Regions from separate parts of the Mus musculus genome. Here regions 1, 2, 3, 4 and 6 are each linked to region 5. The links are chromatin contacts, called in public ChIA-PET, Hi-C, capture Hi-C and promoter capture Hi-C maps. All regions are on one chromosome and are shown on one strand. Each heading gives the region's core, a stretch centred on a gene start, on an enhancer-like site or on the middle of the called end of the contact. The rest is flanking DNA. Distances are from core to core; before and after follow the strand shown.

The links. Promoter capture Hi-C pulls out the DNA fragments that hold promoters and counts their contacts. Hi-C and Micro-C count contacts between places; a contact is called where the count stands out from the background. ChIA-PET counts read pairs in DNA pulled down with a chosen protein or histone mark. Capture Hi-C pulls out chosen DNA fragments and counts their contacts.
Region 1: a contact with region 5 is called in a Hi-C map of B cells, with 17 read pairs. The contact joins the promoter of Ifi209 here to the promoter of Mndal in region 5. A contact is called at or near these places in 1 of 484 Hi-C or Micro-C datasets (B cells), 1 of 115 datasets of contacts at active chromatin or transcription factors (memory CD8 T cells) and 2 of 9 other capture datasets (adipose tissue and liver).
Region 2: a promoter capture Hi-C map of macrophages shows a contact between it and region 5, with 6 read pairs. The contact joins the promoter of Olfr432 here to the promoter of Mndal in region 5. A contact is called at or near these places in 7 of 39 promoter capture datasets (the 3T3-L1 cell line, 3T3-L1-derived adipocytes, the HPC-7 cell line and 3 more), 1 of 484 Hi-C or Micro-C datasets (B cells), 2 of 115 datasets of contacts at active chromatin or transcription factors (CD8 T cells and bone marrow-derived macrophages) and 4 of 9 other capture datasets (adipose tissue, liver, macrophages and 1 more).
Region 3: a contact with region 5 is called in an RNA polymerase II ChIA-PET map of memory CD8 T cells, with 28 read pairs. The contact joins the promoter of Ifi208 here to the promoter of Mndal in region 5. A contact is called at or near these places in 3 of 115 datasets of contacts at active chromatin or transcription factors (the 230-238 cell line, effector CD8 T cells and memory CD8 T cells) and 3 of 9 other capture datasets (adipose tissue, liver and pancreatic islet).
Region 4: a promoter capture Hi-C map of macrophages shows a contact between it and region 5, with 9 read pairs. The contact joins the promoter of Ifi207 here to the promoter of Mndal in region 5. A contact is called at or near these places in 1 of 39 promoter capture datasets (macrophages), 1 of 484 Hi-C or Micro-C datasets (bone marrow-derived macrophages), 2 of 115 datasets of contacts at active chromatin or transcription factors (bone marrow-derived macrophages and embryonic stem cells) and 3 of 9 other capture datasets (adipose tissue, liver and macrophages).
Region 6: a capture Hi-C map of macrophages shows a contact between it and region 5, with 2.5 times the contacts expected there. The contact joins the promoter of Ifi205 here to the promoter of Mndal in region 5. A contact is called at or near these places in 2 of 39 promoter capture datasets (the HPC-7 cell line and macrophages), 1 of 484 Hi-C or Micro-C datasets (B cells), 1 of 115 datasets of contacts at active chromatin or transcription factors (embryonic stem cells) and 4 of 9 other capture datasets (adipose tissue, liver, macrophages and 1 more).

Annotation. Positions count from the first base shown.
Region 1 is chr1:173,629,318-173,632,485 of GRCm38.p6, forward strand. It overlaps Ifi209 (interferon activated gene 209), which reads left to right and starts at 1,542. Exons shown (of 7, transcript NM_175026.3): 1 at 1,542-1,838.
Region 2 is chr1:174,048,727-174,051,948 of GRCm38.p6, forward strand. It overlaps Olfr432 (olfactory receptor 432), which reads left to right and starts at 1,649. Exons shown (of 1, transcript NM_146716.2): 1 at 1,649-2,587. The coding sequence starts at 1,649. The coding sequence ends at 2,587. It also overlaps the pseudogene Olfr431-ps1.
Region 3 is chr1:173,672,322-173,675,426 of GRCm38.p6, forward strand. Ifi208 (interferon activated gene 208) reads left to right here and starts at 1,344. Exons shown (of 7, transcript NM_001162938.2): 1 at 1,344-1,645.
Region 4 is chr1:173,740,507-173,743,345 of GRCm38.p6, forward strand. Ifi207 (interferon activated gene 207) reads right to left here and starts at 1,303. Exons shown (of 8, transcript NM_001204910.1): 1 at 1,082-1,303.
Region 5 is chr1:173,878,362-173,881,663 of GRCm38.p6, forward strand. It overlaps Mndal (myeloid nuclear differentiation antigen like), which reads right to left and starts at 1,826. Exons shown (of 10, transcript NM_001170853.1): 1 at 1,790-1,826; 2 at 1,564-1,629.
Region 6 is chr1:174,029,897-174,033,100 of GRCm38.p6, forward strand. Ifi205 (interferon activated gene 205) reads right to left here and starts at 1,859. Exons shown (of 7, transcript NM_172648.3): 1 at 1,728-1,859.

The sequences.
Region 1 (3,168 bases), core at 292-2,791, 250 kb before region 5:
GCAATAAAGAAAACATGATGAAATTAGGCATAGTGTACATACATGTGATCCCTACACTCAGGAGGCCAGAGCAGGAAGAGCTACATTTTGAGACTGGCCTGGGCTCCATAGTCAGACCCTGCATCGACTACCAAATGACAACAACAACAGGGATAAGAAGTCAAAGTGTAATATCACCACTTTGCCACATCACAAATTAAACCATAATTTCTTTCTCTGATGCTGTAATTTGGAATGATCCATACAAATACTGTCCACAGTGCTTGTCCCAGATTGGTACCTTTGGCTACCTTGTGGCTATGTTGGGCTTCTGCAGCAGGGATAGGCAAATCCACTGAGACATAAGCAGGAGCTGAGCGGAAACAGTAGGATCAACTTCCCCTGGGCTTTCTTTACTAAATCAGTTCAAAAGATGAAGAAAGGAAAAGGAAAAACTACATTGGCCAAACAAAAGAAAGATAAAGATGGTATTTTCCAACCTCCATTCACCATGAATAAAGGGCTGCAACCAGAATCAATGGTGGAGACACAGCACAAGTCCAGTGGCTTAGCTCTCCCAAGAAAAGCTTCTCTCTGGCTTTCCTTCCCCTTCTCTCCTTTTTGGGAATAATTAGTATTTTATGTAGTCTAAGAAACTAGTGAAAATGGCATCTAGTCAGCAAATCCACAGTTTCTAGTCATCTATATTGTTTCAGAAATACTTCAAGGTAATCCAATTCCCAATGATGGAAACATGAAATGATGGCACATTTTTAAAAGTTCTTAATTAAGGCAATCACCAGTTAAAGAATACTACTTTCCAAAGCTGGGTAAAAGATTTAAATCTAAACTGATCCTGGTCTACAGAGAGAGTTCCTGGCCAGCCAAGACTACACAGTAAAACTGTCTTTGAAAGTAAATAAATTAATAATAATAATAGTAGTAGTAGTAGTAGTAGTAGTAGTAGTAGTAGTAACAGAAAAGAGGAAAGCTAAAGCCAAAATCCTTTCTGCTTACGTGAGATTGGAGTCATATGTTTCTAACAGCATGGTACTCTGGAAAGTCCAGGGAACTAACAAAGGAGTGAAGTGTTTAAACCAAAAGCAATTTCATCTCAGATTTTTTCTTTCCTTTTCTTTTCTTTGCTTTTTTTCTTTCTTTCTTTTTTTTTTTCTTTTTGAAATTCATTCAAGAGCAGCTAGCAATTGCCAATTTCTCCTGCTGCCATTTGCATCCTGAGCAGGAAAGAAAGAGACCTGGTGACTTAGCTTTGCCTTTTGGGAGTTCATCTTTATTCAAAAGAGAGCACATTCCTGGTGACTCACTTGTGAGTTTGTTGGATGCAGTGCTTTTATATTTGGTTCTTGTACCTGTAAGATTTGTAAGAAAAGCAAAACATATCAATGGAGTGTAACTGTCTCTGACTTTCTTATGGTGACTAAAAGGTATACAGGAAGAAAACTGTTGAGTTTCAATCTCTGAGTAAATCGAAAGAGATGCACTCTGCCGGGAGGGGAACTTCCTGTTTCTTAGCTCTTCTGCCAACAAAACAACACCCAGCTGAGACATTCAGCAAGCCTCAGTCCATGGAGTGAGTCTAACCTGAGAATTTCTGTAGATTACATTTTCCAGTTCCCAAGAGATTTATTGGTTTATCTTCTTACACACATACACATACACACACACACACACACACACACACACACACACACACACACACACACCAACTCCTCCCTGTCCCCAACAAACTTTAAGAAGAAGAAGGACAAAAGAGAAGAGGAGGAAGAGGAGTGGAGAAGCCTCTAGTCCTGCCCTGTAGAAGATCTCAGCTTTACATCCCTAGAGAAACATCCAGCAAGGTGAGTTCTACCTGTTTTCTGTAGATATGGTAGATATTGGCTACATCTGTAAAAACAACAAGGACAGTGAAAAGACCTTTGCTGGTTCTTGTGGAGGAGGCAGTGCTGATCTGGTGCCTGCTGCACTCAGCAGTGAGCCCACAGCAGCCGGATTAGGGTCAGTCACTCAAAAAGATAGCAGACATCTTTAGTCCTCCACCACAGAGGAATGAGCTAAGAATAAAACATTTTGCATATTTTAGATAGTTTAATGAACTTTTTAAGCATAAATCTGAATAAGTGGATAATGTGAAGGCTATAATTAGCTCGGATAGGGAGTTCATGGTTATCTGGGATATGTGGGTGAGTGGGAAAAAGCCAAGATAGTGGCATGAAAAATTATTGTGAATGAAAAGTGCCTCTGGACATGAAATGAATTTTCTAATATCCTATCACTATGTGTAGTAGGAAGTTTCTCAGGTTCATAATATATAAACACAAAATGGTTTAACCATTTCCCAAGCCCATTCTGTGTTGTTCTTTCTTCACACCTCTCTAAAGATGGTATTTCCATTGTTAATTTCTACCATCAGGAAAGTTATTTTATTTTCCTTTTGGTTCTCTAATGGTGAAGTGTAATAGAGTGATGGAAGGTCAATTAGAACACATGTATCTTGCACATTTATAGAACAGTTTAAAGAATATATGTACCACAGCAGAGGACTTGGATAGAAGCTCTTAATTGATTTCAAAGTTCTGTGAACATTAGACCAGGCTCACTAAGTTTATTAATTATTGTAGCTAAACTTTCTAAATCACTGCAAAAGATTTTACTTATTTTTAACAATCAAGGGATGTACTTCTTTTTTATTTATTTTTATTTTTATTTTATTTTATTATATTTCAAATGTTATCCACCTTCCCAGTTTCCCCTCTTCAAACCTACTATCTCATCCCCTCTTCCTCTGCCTCTATGAGGGTACTCCCTCACACACCCAACCACTCCTGCCTGCCTGCCCTGCCATTCCCCAACACTGGGGCATTGGGCCTTCACAGGACCAAGAACCACCCCTCCCACTGATACCAAATAAGGCCATCCTCTGCTACATTTGCAGCTGGAGCCATGGTTCCCTTCATGTATACTCTTTGGTTGGTGGTTTAGTCCCTGAGAGCTCTGGGGGTTCTGTTTGGTTGATATTGTTGTTCTTCCCATGGGATGGCAAACCCCTTTAGCTCCTTCAGTCCTTCCCTAACTCCTCCATTGGGGTCCCATTGTTCAGTCTGGTGGTTGGCTGTGAGCATCTGCAATCTGTATTAGTCAGGCAGAGCCTCCATAGAGATGTACTTCTAA
Region 2 (3,222 bases), core at 399-2,898, 170 kb after region 5:
GAAATAGGGTCATTCAGCAGAAAACAAAAAGCTACCGTGTGGATTAGGTTGTTAAGTCATAAGGCAAATGATGCAGAATGATGGCAAATCTCCAGGCAAGTGTAATTTTAAAGGGGCAAAGCAATTCCCCTTTCCTAAAGTTGTTATTCTTTATGTGTGAATGAAGATATGAGTACTAGATTGTTTCCTTAATGTCATGTTATATGGTCATTGCAAGACAGGCAATATCCCTGGATTAGATTGCAGAACTCCAAAGTGTAGATGCAGAGGTAAGTCATTGGCGAGACACACACATCTCATCTGACTCATTTCTGTGGGCCTCACTTCTTGCCCCAGAGGGATCCATACTGAGAGTTAGTCATAGTAACCTCAGGGAACGTTTATTAAGGAGTTTGTGGGAGAGCTTTGTTTCCAGGAGCAGGAATTATAAATAAGGGAGTGTCTTGGGATAGAAGTGATACCAAGAAGAATGAGACTAGTTCTGTTGTAACCAAAAGAATGAGGTAATGGTTGGAGGTGGCACACAAGAGGTAAGAACAGCAAAAAAAAAAAAAAAAAAAGCAGCAGGAGGCAGCTGAATAATTGACCTTTTCTGAATAATTTCCATTTGAGTATGAGCATGACATTCTGCAGATATTAATAAAGGCTGTCCATGAGGAACCTAGTACAAATCAATCAATAACTAGAGAATCATAAGCTATTACCACGTCAGAAACTTCGGGAACCTGTAACTTAAACTTCTTCAGTTACAGGACTTCAGCCACAGAGGAAGTGTTGGTTTGGATCAAGATTCACGTTGAGTTGGTGGTGAAGACAAATGAGGAAATACGACTCCTGAAATAAGGCATTGCTTGTACTACTTTAGCACCTCTTGACACATCTCATAGGGGCTTTGCTTTGTACTTCTCCCTTTCTCCTACCCACTGCAGTATTCTGAAGTGTATCTCCCACTAGAATACTTCCAGAAAACACATCCTCTTAGCCAATGGATTATTCATGTTTCCCAAAAGTATTCAGCTTTGAGATATGTTCCTAAGATAGCCTTGTTTCTTGTCCATCATTTTCTCTTTCCACCTTTGATAAGAACCTTGATGAGTTCTAAACAAACCTGGAGAACCCCCAATAAGACTTAGATGTTAATGAATGAACATAAGTCTCCTTTTCCTACTATATCCTAGTTGTTGAATCCAGTATACAATAAGGATCATAATTTCGAATTATCATGGGAGCACTTAACTAGGAATGGTAGGAGAAAGAAGCAGAATTTTCCTATCATTTTATTTGTTGGGATTTTTCTTTTTTTTCTTTTTTTTCTTTTTTCTTTTTCTTTTTTTTTCTTTTTTTTTTTTTTTTTTTTGGCAAAGCAGAGAGGAGAAAATCTTAGGCCTGACTGCTGCCATAGTCTACAAATGTTGTTCTGTGAATTAAAACAATAATTCTATGTGGCCACTGTCACCAACAGATATTAAACAAACCACTTCTGACTACTAGTAGTCAAATCCTCTTTCATCCTGTAGATGGAATGGATTGAGTAGACAATATGTGATTTTGACTTGTGTGTTCTATACTTTGGTCTCTGGGGAACATTGTCCAGAGGAAAAACATAAAGGTGATTATTTACTGCCTTTTTCTTTCATTCCCAGGAATCATGGATCATGTCAACTATACCTGGACACGGACCTTCATCCTTGCTGGTTTCACTACCTCTGGCACCCTGCAACATCTTGCAGTTTTTGGAACCCTGTGCATCTATCTCCTCACACTGGCAGGGAACTTGTTCATCATTGTCTTGATCCAGGCAGATTCAGGGCTGTCCACTCCCATGTACTTCTTTATCAGTGTCCTCTCCTTCCTGGAACTCTGGTATGTCAGCACCACAGTGCCCACCTTGCTGCATACCTTGCTCCATGGGCCTTCACCCATCCCCTCGTCTGCATGCTTTGTCCAGCTGTATGTCTTCCACTCCTTGGGCATGACCGAGTGCTACCTGCTAGGTGTCATGGCTCTGGACCGCTACCTTGCTATCTGTCGTCCACTGCACTACCATGCACTCATGAGCAGACAGGTACAGAAACAGTTAGTTGGGGTTACATGGTTGGCTGGTTTTTCAGCTGCCCTGGTGCCTGCAGGTCTCACTGCCTCTTTACCTTATTGTTTGAAAGAGGTGGCCCATTACTTTTGTGACCTGGCACCAGTGATGCAGTTGGCATGTGTGGACACTAGCTGGCATGCTCGGCTTTATATTGCAGTGATTGGCATGATCAATACATGCAATCTTACTTTCATCTTGGGACTCTATGGAGGTATTGTGAGAGCTGTGCTGAAGCTGCCTTCAGCTGCTAGTCGTGCAAAAGCCTTTTCCACCTGTTCCTCCCATATAACCGTAGTGACACTGTTCTTTGGCTCTGCCTTCATTGTCTATGTGGGCCCACCAGAGATTCGAGCTGAAGGCAGAGACAAGCTTATTGCCTTGGTATATACTTTGCTCACCCCTTTCTTCAACCCTATTATTTATACTCTTCGCAATAAGGAAGTAAAAGAGGCTTTTAAGAGGGTCACACAGAGGATTAATGCTGTGCTGAAATGACTTGAAGTCTGCTAGGTTTATTGTATTCCATCATATGAAAATTGAAAGATTTCCCTGCTTATTGTATAGACAATTAACTAGTTGTTTCGATGATATGTCAAATTTTCAACTCATGAAATCTTTCATTAGGACACATTGTAAAATGTTGTAAGACAAATATAGTCCCTGAACCTACCAACGTAGGAGTGGGTGAGGACACAGATTTGAAGGGGAAGAAACAAAATGACGTTCACCTTTTCTCAGGCAGATGGAACTTAGTTAGAAAGTGAGTTGGTTTAATTTCTAGAATCTGGTCTGGCTATGTGTTAATGTTTCAGACCGGATTTTTGAAGAAAGACCAAGAAGATATTGAAATTAGTTAAAGATTTTGGAAGAGAGCATTGCGCAAATGTTGGGATGGACACCAGGGAGATATGAAAACAGAACACAAAAGTACATGGAGTTCAGTACATTTGGACAATATTCTGATAAATAATGTTGGAAGATGGAGTGGAGGTTTCCTCTAATAGGAAAGAGAGTGGGATGAGAAACAAAGTAGCCTAGTCAATTGGCATTATAAACAATTTATAAAATCACTGTCTGCACTCTGAATTGAGGCGACCAGGAAACATGGTGGGTACAGGTCCTGTGGGAAG
Region 3 (3,105 bases), core at 94-2,593, 210 kb before region 5:
TTCTTGATCTTAGAGCATGAATCATTGGAGTTCTGTTTAGGAAATATCCCCCTGTGCCAAAGAGTTCAAGGCTCTTTCCCATTATCTCTTCTATTAGATTCAGTGTATCTGATTTTATGTTGAGGTCCTTGATCTAATTAGACTTGAGCTTTGTGCAAGGTGATAAATATGGGTCAATTTTCATTCTACATACACACAGCCAGTTAGACTAACACGCGTTTTTGAAATGCTTTCTTTTTTTCCATTGTATAATTTTGGCTTGTCAAGATCAAGTGATGGGAAGCGTGTGGTTTTATTTCTGGGTTGTCATTTTTATTCCATTGATCAACATGTCTGTCTCTGTACCAATAACATGCAGGTTGAATCACTATTGCTCTGTAGGAAAGCTTGACGACAGGGATAGTGATTCCCCCAACTGTTCTACTATCAAAGGCAGAGACATCTGGAAGTTGCCCAAGACTAGCAGTTGGAAAGAAATTTAACTCCCATTGTTTTCATCCAGGTGACTGGTTACCTAGCTATGGCATTATCCTCTTTTTTAGACCAGTTGGTAGGCTTGCATACCATTATCTGCTGCTTGATGCCATTTGTTCCATGTTTCAGGATCACAACAAATGTTAATCCTTGAATTCTCCATCCCAGAAAAATGCAGCAGGACAAGCATTATATCAGCCCATAATCTCAATCAAAACTCGAGGTTTCCCACTGTCTCCCAGGCCCCAGGTTTCCCTGTGCTTACCAGTGAATAATGTAGAAACACTGAGGAAACATTAACTTCACCATTGAAGGAGGACAGCTTAGTTCTATAATCAGGAGGGAGGTGGATAATGCCAAATGCCTTTCTATTTATTTGAGGTTGCAGCTTGGAGTTGTGTGTTTGTAACATTATGCTCTGGCAAGTCTAGGTCTTGGGAGCTACTAATGGATGCATAGATGCTACAGGAATGACTTAAACCAGGAGCTGTTTCATCTCAGATTTTCCTTGAAACCCATTCACATGCAGCTGGCAACTGACACAGCAAAGATCTCCTGATACTGACTCTGTCCTGAGCAGAAAAGAAAGAAGAGGCTGGGTGACTTGGCTTTTTTGGTCTAAGTTTTCACCTTCATTCAAAGGAATGAAGGTTCCTAGGGATCCTTTTGCAAGCCTGTAGGACATGAGGATTATAAATCTAAATCTTGTACCTATGAAGATTTGCAAGAAACATCCTGAGTGTAACTAGCTCTCTTTGACTTTTTTGGTAATTGTTTACAGGAAGGAAACTCTTGAGTTTCCGTCTCTGAGGAAATCGAAAGCTATGAACCTTGTCCACTCCCCACAAAGTAGCACAGGATGAGAAACCAGTTCCCCTCAGTCTGAGCAGCTGTGCAGTGACTCTACCCAGTGTCAGCTTTCCATCTCTCTCTGAAAACACTTCATTGTCTCAGAATTTCAGGAGATTACAAAATCCTCTGGATCACCTTCTGAGAGATTTACTATTTGCTCTTCACACACACACTCACACACAGACACAGACACACACAGACACACACACATACACAGACACAGACACAGACACACACTCACTCACTCACTCACTTGCTCACTCACTCACTGCTTCCTGCCCTGCAAAGGCTGGATACCACTGAAGAATTTTCTGAAGAGGTGAGTCCTCCCCGTGCTTTCTCTATGAATGCACAAGACTACAGGTGAAATCCCTGTTGATCTTTAGGTTGAGAGAGAAGGAAGCCAAGCTGGTGGCTGCTACACTGAGCAGTGAATCTGCAGTATCTGAATTCAGGTCCTTGGCTCATAATGATGCTAGGCATCCTGATTCCTCCACCAGTAAGACTGACTGGAAAACAGGCATATTTCAGATTATAAAATATACTCTTTAGAGGTAAGCCAGGGTAAGTGAATAATAAGAAATAGATAGCTTTAGTTTTCTTGGCTGGAGAGTGCTTGGAACCTGGTGGTTGTAGTGAATGGCTGGGCAAAGGATGTGTTTGTGACAGGAAAAATTGTCATGAGGTAATAATACCCAGTGAAAAATGCATCTAGCTCTCAGGCTGCATTATCTAGTATTGCAACCATACATAGTCTGGGCACCAATGGGCATATGTGGTCAAAGGTGTCCCAGATTCACAGTGATTGCAAACCTGGGGTTTTATTGACTCAAGAAGCACATTACATGGTATTCATTCACTTCTACTTTAAGTGGATATGATGATATTGTAGACATTGTTAGTCTCTATCATCCTGGAAGTTAATTGCTTTGGTTTATTTGTCTTTTAGTTTTCTTTGATTTTGTCTTCTGGTGGTAAGATTTAGAAAAGAGTTGGAGGGTTCATCAGAACTAGATGTATACTTCACACTTTTAGACTCTTCTGCAGTCTCTCTGCGCACTATGGTTGATCTATCACTTATTAGGTGTATTAATTATGCTGCCCAGACTTTCTAAGATTTTACAAAGTTACAACCCTGTTCTTTTTTAAATTAAGATAAATAAAACATGCATAAAAATTTGATTCTTAAGTTATTATTAGACTTTCTATTATTAAAACACTTTTCTATTTTTAGGAGGTAAACTATTTTCATTCTTTTGGTTTTCTGAGAAGAATTTTTATTTTTGGTTCTAATTAAGACAATGCTAATATAGAAAAATTGGCTATTAGTTACTATAAAAAAGATTTATTTTATAATTTCCATGAATGCATGTCTTAATGGTAACCTTTAGATGCATGTGTTAAAGAAAATTTGACAAAAGATGTTAATTAACAAATTGTGTTAGGTCCTCTAGGGTAGGTTGAGGACACATTTTTCTGGATTTTATTATGACTACTTCTTTTATGGGACATCTGCATTACTTTTCTTGTCTTCTCTTTATGACTCAAGTGGCTAACAAGTGAAGACAACATTACTGAGCTTATGTTGTTTCTTCCTTCAGTGGTCCTGTTAATGTCCTTCCTGTCTCTCCTCTCTCTGAGGAGAGTTTCACTCCTGAGGCAGAGACTCACCCAGTTTTCACCTTGCTTAGGCTTTACTCTGAGGAGCTCTCAACTGCACATACTATTTTCTTACCACACTTCCAAGAGCTCTTCCTGGTGCATTAGCTCATCTGAAAC
Region 4 (2,839 bases), core at 53-2,552, 140 kb before region 5:
AATAACAGACTTTAGTTTTATAACTACATCATTCTCATGACATTAAATAGTAAAATACAAAGTTAATCATAGACATTTAAGAGGGGCATGGTAGTGGATGTCTATGATTAAAGGCCTCCAGAGGCAGAGGCAGAGGCAGAGGCAGAGGCAGAGGCAGAGGCAGAGGCAGAGGCAGAGGCAGAGGCAGAGGCAGAGGCAGAGGCAGAGGCAGAGGCAGAGGCAGAAGAGGAAGAGAAAGAGGAAGAGGCAGAAAGACTGTAACTATGAGGGTGGCCTCAGCTATGTGCCAAGTTATAGGCAAACCTGGCTTGGATAATGAAATTATTTTTCAAACAGTAATAATAACAAGCAATAATACATATATAAACAGGAATGACATTGACTAATCATGACTATGGTTTTAAATTTATGCATATCTCAACTACTAAAAACTTAGGCAAAACACGATAAAAATATTAGAAAAATTTTAGGAAAAATTAATAACAATGAACAAGATTAACTTTAGCCCATTAGAAATCACCTCCAGCATGGAATGAAGAGGAGAGTATGACAAATATTGACTCTAACATCTGATACAAGAGGGAGCTAAGAGGAAACCTAAACATAAAAATGTCAAGACACTATTTAAATAACTGTATTAACAAACGTGGGACATTTTCTTCTACAGGCTAATGAGAGTTCTCAAGTTTTGTATATTCACAAAACTGGAAAGTATATTCATATTAAAGTGTGGTTTTCATTTAACATTATTTTAGTTATCATTTTTCTTGTTTCTGTCTTGTCTTTTACACAGTCATTCACCACAAACACCTTGCTCCCAAGTCTTCTCTAGTGAAGATAAATGAAGACCATTGATAAGCACTAACTCATGAAAAGTCATAGGAGTAGAGGTGGCACCTTTATTCTGACATGTGCTGTCTTCCTAGTGAAACATTTGAAACCAGCTAGAGCAGGTTCAACGCTGTGATTGCAGCTGGGACCAGCCCTGGTCCCCTCACCCCCCAACACTGATTTTTTTCTCTGTTCCTTTATATTTCATAGATAGATCTGACCACAAATTTAAGAAACAAAGAGAACTCACCTCCTTGGATATTTCTGCTGCGATGTACAGATCCTGAGACCTTCAACAACACAAGAAGTGGCCTGCTTGGCTCGAGTAGGTAGGTAGATCAGGTAGTAAATGAGAAACTGAAGCGTGGGGTGTAAAGGAAGGCACTAGTGATTAGGACACTCTCAGAGTTGTTTTTTGAGCAGCATTGGCTATCTCTCTGTGCTGTCTCCCTTGGGTGAGCAGTGCTGAAACAGCCAGGACTCCTCCCAGTTTTGTTCTTAATTTTCGATTTCCCTGGCTAGGGAAACCTCTTAACTTCCTGAAAACACTGTGGTCACTATGAAAAAAAATCACAGCTTAGTCAGGCTCACATGATTTTCTGACAAATCTCACTAAATAAGAACGTCCTAACCTTTTGACTTTTGTAGCAAATGGATGTACACTGGCCACTAGACACAAAACTCACATGCATGGTGTACCTATACCAAGGTGTTAAAACTAGCTAAGCAGGGTTCTGCTCTACTTAGATAGGAGTCGTGGACAGCTAAGGTGGAGTTTTTATTGTAGTAAAGTACTCAAGACCCAGGAAATAGTCTAATATCCCCAGGGTTTGCAAGTGCCAAACTCTTCAGAAGCCAGAGACTTGTGGCTCTGAGATTTTGGATTGGAGACTTATTATTCTGGGATTTAACCATCAACTGCCAACCTGGCATTTGGAAGTTTTCATAATTAACTTCTGAAAGCAGTGGATCAAAGACAGTTGGAAACAGACAGTGCCTTTGTGATCCTGGCACCTTGAGAGTGGCTGGTGTCACAGCTCATTGACTGAGGTGCCTTAGTCCTTGACCCTCAAGGATTGGCAGCTGTCTGCAATGTTCCTGGTTGTCAGTCAGCAGTATCTCAGTCTTCAGTTCCTCATAGCCCTGGGTAACTTTCTCTCTGACACCCCTGTGTCAGCTCCAGATGTTCTCTGGATTTCTTCAGCTGATTTTTCGTCACAATGACCACTGTCATGACTACCTCTGTTTCCACTCCTCTATTCTCTCTTTTAAAATTTTTATTTAATCTTCTTTTTCTTACACTCCAGGTTTTATCCCCTCCTGATTCAACCGCTGGGTATTCCCAATCCCATAGCCACTCCCTGAGCCCTGTGTCTCCATAGGATTCCCCAGCCCCTACCCCCCATCCCACCAGACTTCCCCATTCCCTGGGGCCTTCAGTCTCTTGAGCATTGTATGCATCTTCTCTGGCTAAACCAACCCAAAAAATATAAAATACCTTGGTGTGCAAATATCTGATATGCAGATAGTTTTAGGCAATCCCCCAAGGAGTTGGAACCTGTAGGTTCAGAACAGATAAGTAGAAGAGGGTATCTCCACAGTTCTCTGTTAAATAGGACTTAAGATTCAGCTCAACCAAGATGAGAAAAGACAAAGCTAGAGTGAATTTGGCTGTTGTGGTAGATGGGAGTAAGTTCTATATGGAAGAACTGAATTGGGAAGGTAGCAGGTGCTCTAAGATTCCAATGATGAGACAAGAATGGATGAGGAAAGGAAGGCAGAGGTAGCTAATGTGTATTTCAGTCAAGTACGGTAGCTGTGCTATTCGTGGTAAAGAGTAAATGTTTGGTAAGCCAGGTCTGTGCAGGAGAACAAGGGCCTCAGAAGCAACAGATGTTCTGGGACACATTCCTACTACCCTGGGCCTTCATTCTCAGATAAGAAGTAGACGTGATCCTAACTCTTCTGTGAACCTTCCCTGCCAGAGGAGAGCTTGCCTCCAAGGGAG
Region 5 (3,302 bases), core at 576-3,075:
TACGGTTCTTCTATAATGAAAATTTCAAACTTGAGTAGGTGCACCTATGCTTTAAAATGAAAACTTGATCAGAAAAAAAAAAGCGAAAAAGGAAGTACATCACCAAGGCTGACAGACAGACGGAAGAGAACATAAAGAACATCCCGGGTGAAATAACAGTAGTAGAAGCAAAACAAAACTCTGCTGATTGCCACTCTACCCGGGGGGACCTAACCAGTCCAATGACAAGGTCTGCCAATTGTTATTTAAGAAATTTACCTATAGGTTGTTCATAAAAGATTCCCCAACAGTGGAGAAATCTAAAATTAAATTCTCTAGAAACTAAAGAACATCCTATTTATCTACATTAGTGGAGCTTTAATAGAACGGAAGGCAAAACTATTATTAAATACCACAGAAAGTTAAACCCTCCCATCTTAGAAGGAGGTAGTTTTAACTATGGATTTATCAGTTAATAATAGCGCAATTCTTTGTCCTTATTTCACAGCTCTATCGAAACATGGAATATATCTTCACACAAGTACACGTATCCATACACATACATATACATCACATCCATTCAATATCTGTGAGAGCACACAAATCTGTACTTTTTTTAAAAAGATAAAAAGGAGAACCCACAGGTTTACAGTTAATATGACAGTGTAGTCACTACTGAGTAGGGTAAAAAGATCTGGAAAAATTTGGAAAGTTTGAGTAGTATAACTGAGAAACTTAGCAACACAGGTCTAATTCAGGTACAAATCTCAAATTGACATTTGAATTACAAAGTTTGAGTACACACGGAGTCCTATGCCAGAGGATACAGAAAGCCTTTAAAATATCCTAAAAGTAAACCAAGTGGACAACAGAAATGATTGTATGTAACTGACCTTCATACTCCCTATATTTTATGACAACAAAATAAAAACAAAAATAAATAAAATTTAGCCTATAAAAAGAATAACTTTCATGATGACAAAAAGTTTCTATCAGTGACTAAATACTATTCTTACTCCCTTTTTTGAAGGGGAGAGAAAGAAAGAGTTACATATGCATATTGAAACAGGAAGTATTTGAATAACTGTATTTGTGATTCTTAGGAACGTTGTACTGCACATGTCCACTAGTTCTCATGCTGTCTAATGTTAAAATAAGACCAGATGATGAAGCTACTTGTTCAAATGCATTTTTCACTGAATATTATATCACAGTAATTTTTTATATCACTAACCTGTCTTTTACTCAGTCCAGCCACCAGATTCCCCTGCACCGCCCAGCCCAGGCTACTGAAGCCTTCTTGTTTTCCATTTATTGACACTTATACTTAGAAAGCTAATTTTATAACCTGCACTAATCAAAGCTCATGTTTTCTTACCTCAAGCTCGAGGAATGGAGAAAGAAAGATGCTGTCATCATCCTGAATGCGGTATCAGAACCTGTTGCAGCAGGTTCACTGCCCTGCTGGCAGTTGAACAATCTGTGCTCTCCCCACCAGCCACTGGGAAGAACCACACTGATCCCCTATGTTCTTGTGGGTTTCATGGAGCTATCTCTTCTATATATAAAAGGGGAGAGACTTACCTCCGTGGAAATTTCTCAGCAATGTTCAGATGATAAATCTTCAGCAAGTCAGGAAATGGGGTTTCTCTGTTTTGAGTAGAAAGAGAAATGACTCAAAAAAGTACACCAGAATGCATTGCAATCTCATTAAATGCTGAGAAAATGTAGTATTTACAAAATAACAGGGAGGGGGGCAAGAGAACTGGTTAAAGTAAGTTTCTAGCTTTAGCAGGGCTGGATGCCTTACAGTGTGCTGTCTTCCTGGGGAGACTTAAGATGAAATTGGGCTCCTCCCAGCACTGTTCATAGCTTTCGATTTCCCCAGCTCTTAAAATAGAGCACTTTATTTCCTGTTATTAATGTAATTTCTAGAAAGAAGCACACACACACACACACACAAACACACACAGGAGAGAGAGAAATTGCAACACTGCATGTTTTATGTCCAGTAGACTTAAGGGTGGGTCACTAGGAATCACTCTCATCTGAAAGAAGATGAATCACAAGGAGATACAAGCAAGTCACTCAGCCACCTCACCCTTCTTTGTTTGCTCAGTATGAAAGTGGTCAGAGGGGAGCGCCTGAGAGTCTGTTGTTCCTTGGATTTGATGAAGCCTGCTAGCTCAGCTGTAATACTTTTGTTTCATGCCTGCCAGCTTGTTTGACACAAAAGCAGCTTGACTGTAGGCACAGCCAATATTGGGGAATGCCAGGGCCAGGAAGCCAGTGTGGGTTGGTTCGTGAGCAGATGGAGGGAGGAGGGGATAGGGAGTCTTCAGTGGGGAAACCAGGAAAGGGGATAACATCCTAAATGTAAATAAAGAAAACATCTAATAAAAAGAAAAAGAAAAAAAAGAAGATAAAAACATTTTAAAAATTAAAAGAAAAAGTTTGACTGAAAGAAAGGTCAATTTGACCATATTCTGAGGCTTCAACAGTCATCATCATCATCAGAAATTCCCAACCCATAGCCTTCACTCAGAGCAAAGAAAGATAGAGGACAGCTTGAAAAAAAAAAGACTTGGAAAAAGGTTGACCACCCTACAGCCCTCCCCTCACCCGCTTATGAGCTCATTATGATTTTCTGCCTATATTAACTGACCCTGGAAAATAGCTCTTGTATCTGAATTGAGCCCCTGTTCAATCAGTCTTGGGGTGTGTGTTCAATAAACCAGCCCTGTTTAACTGAGATCCGTTTCTGGGTGCTTTGTGCTGTGATCTGCAGACCACAACAGTACTTGCTTGAGCATTTCCTGAATAGGGAAATATGTGTGATGGATCACTTTTGGTTTAAGCACTTTCCAAAGCATCCATTCATTAATTCATTAGTGGTTCCTAGGCCATATTTTCCCAGAGCATAGTGTTATAAGAAACATACAACTTCAACCTCAGCTTAAAAAAAAAAAGTAATTGGGCGTAACTGCCCTCTATACTATAGCTTCACTGTCCTCTATAACTGATTAAGAAAATGACCCCTGAGATATTTTTAATGGGAAAAGACAGCAGATTGTGGGCTATGTAGTGCTAGCAGATGAAGCCTTGGAAACTCAAGGAAAAAAGCTGAACATCTGGTAGCTTCAGAGCTTAAAGCAGTGTTTGACTGACTGTTTCTTCCTTTGTAGGATAGTGGATGGTGTCTGTACTATTGTTATAGTGAGACATGGGGAAAAAGGACACCAACTACTACTGGATGCTTTATAGGAAGCTTTAAAATCAATATAGAAGCAGTGCAATTCCAGGGATACCATCACTCATCTGGC
Region 6 (3,204 bases), core at 609-3,108, 150 kb after region 5:
CAGTTGTTTACAAAAATAAACTTTGCAGAATGAAATGGAAGAGTGGTCAATAGAGATGAGGAAGAGGCAGCGACAGGGGAAACATGAAGAAGTTTAATAAAGGACATCAAAACACACCATAAGTCTCATCCCATAATATGAAATTCTAACACATACAATTAGTGATTTTTGAAGATGTGGAAGTGCTTGTTACTTGGACTAGACTACTACCCATTATATATGCACATTGATTTTATAGTATGCCTTATAAAGGTCTATAAGGTAGAAAAATAATAACTCTTTTAAAATAAAAATATAAAAGTATATAGCATTTAGAAGGCAGGGATTGTTAAAAATCTCTAAATTTGAGGCCATCGTGGTCGACATAGTCAGTTCTAAGCCGAGCAATGTTACATAGTGTGAGACCTTGTCAAAAAAAAATAAAAATAAAACAGATCAAAACAAAACAAAAGCACAAAATGAGACAATTTTTAAAGTGGTTTAGAAAAAAAAGAATACCTTGGGATTGCTGACAAAATACTATTTAATGGATTTCAAAAATATTAGAAAAATTTGATGCTGAAAGAGTAATTTAAAGACACCAAAATCCTCCATTAATATAGCTAAGGACCATCCAAGAAATTATCATAAAACCTGGAGGCTCACTGCTTAGTAGTGAAAGATTTCAAACCAAGAAAAGTGAAACCATTTTAATTATATAATTACCAAATTATAACAGATTTTAGTTTTATAACTACATTACTCCCATGACAGTAAATAGTACTATGTAGTAAAATACAAAATTAATCATAGACATTTAACAGGGACATGGTAGTGGATGTTTATGATTCAAGGGCTGCAGAGGCAGAGGCAGAGGCAGAGGCAGAGGCAGAGAGTATAAGTTTGAGACTGGCCTCAGCTATGCACCACTTTCCAGGCAAACCAGGATTCAATAATGAAATTATTTTTCAAACAACAATAATAATAACAAGCAATAACATAAATTTAAACAAATACGACACTGAGTAATCATGACTATGGTTTCAAATTTATGCATATCTCAACTACTGAAAATTTAAGCAAAGCACGATAAAAAATTTGAAACATTTGAGAAAAAAATAGTAACAGTGAACAAGTTTAACTTTAGCCCACTAGAGTTCACCTCCAGAGTGGAATGAAGAACAGAGTATGGCAAATATTGTCTCTAACATCTCATACATAAGGGAGCTAGGAGGAGAGCTAAACATAAAAATGTCAAGACACTCTATTTAAATAACTTTATTCACAAAACTGGAACATTTTCTTCTATAGGATAATGAGTTTTCATGTTTTGTATAAATCTCAGTTTTGTATATTCACAAAACTAGATACTATATTCATGTTGAAGTGTGGTTTTCATTTAACATTATTTTAGTTATCATTTTTCTCATTTCTGTCTGGTCTTTTACACAGTCATTCACCACAAACACCTTGCTCCCATGCCTTCTCTAGTGAAGATAGTTGAAGACCAGTGTTAAACACTAACTCATGAAAAGTTATGGGAATAGGGATGGCATCTTTATTCTGTCATCTGCCATCTTCCTAGTGAAGCATCAGAAACCAGCTACAGCAGGTTCAAGGCTGTGAGTGCAGCTGGTACTAGCCCTGGCTACCGCCCCCCCCCCAACTCCAATACTGATTTTTTTCTATGTTCCTTTATATTCCACAGATAGATATGATCATATATTTAAGAAACAGACAGGACTCACCTCCCTGGAATTTCGGCAGCAATGTACAGGTGCTGAGATCTTCAACAACAGAAGTGGCCTGCTTGGTTTGAGTAGGTAGGCAGATAATTCAGTAACTGAGAAAGTGAAAAATGGGGTATAAATGAAGACACCAGTGGTTAGGACACTCTCAGAGTTGTTTCACTTCTTGAGCAGCACTGGGTGTCTCTCACTGTGCTGTCTCCCTCGGGTGAGGAGTGCTGAAATAGCCAGGCCTCCTCCCAGTTTTGTTCATAGCTTTCAATTTCCCTGGCCTGGGAAACCTCTTAGCTTCCCTTAAACACTGTGGTCACTATGGGAAAAAAAAATCACAGCTTAGTCAGGCTCACATTCTTTTCTGTTGAATCTCACTAAATAAGAAAGTCCTAACCTTTTGACTTTTGTAGCAGTCATATATACACTGGCCACCAGACACAAAACTCACATACATGGTGTACCCAGATCAAGGTGTTAAAACTCCCTGACCAAGGTTCTTCTGCTCTACTTAGATAGGAGTCATGGACCGCTGAGTCGGAGTTTTTATTGCAATAAAGTACTCAAGGCCTAGGAAATAGTCTAACACATCCAGGATTTACAAGCACCAAACCCTTCAGAAGTTAGAGAGGTTTTGGATTGGAGATTTATGGTTCTGGGATTTAACCACAACTGCCAGCTCAGAATTTGGGAGTTTATAATCAACTTCTGGAAGCAGCAGGTGAAAGATAGTAACAAACAGGAAGTGCCTTTGTGATTCTGGGACCTTGAGAGTGGCTGGTGTCATATCTCATTGACTGAGGTGCTAGAATTCTTGGCCCTTAAGGACTGGTAGCTGTTCGGTATGCACCTGGAAGTCAGTCAACAGTATCTCAGGCTTCAGCTCTTCATAGCCCTGCTTGTCTTTATCCCTGACACCTCTATGCCACTTCCACCACTCTATTTTCTCTCTCTCTTTTTTAAATTATTCTTTTATTTTACACTTCAGATTTTATTCCCCTCCTGGTCTACCCTCTTATTATTTTACATCCCATACCTCCTCACTGCTCCCCTGACTCCATGAGGATGTCCCCTCCAACCCCAACCCCACCAGATCTCTAAACTCCCTGGGTACTCCAGTCACTTGTGGGTTAGGTACATCATCTCTGACTGAAACCAGTCCTGGCAGTCCCCTGCTGTATGTGTGTTGGGGGCCTCCTATCAGCTGGTGTATGCTGCCTGGCTGGTGGTCCAGTGTCTGAGAGATCTCGGGGGGGTTAGGTTAATTGAAACTGCTGGTCCTCCTACAGGGTCACCCTCCTCCTCATCTTCTTCCAGCTTTTCCCTAATTCAACCTCAGGGGTCAGCAGATTCTGTTCATTGGCTGCCTACCAATATCTGCATCTGACTAGCTGCTTGTTGAGTCTTTCAGAGGGCAGTCATGATAAGTCCCTTTTTGTGAGCGCTCCATAGCCTCAGTAATAGTGTCAGGCCTTGGACCTCCCCT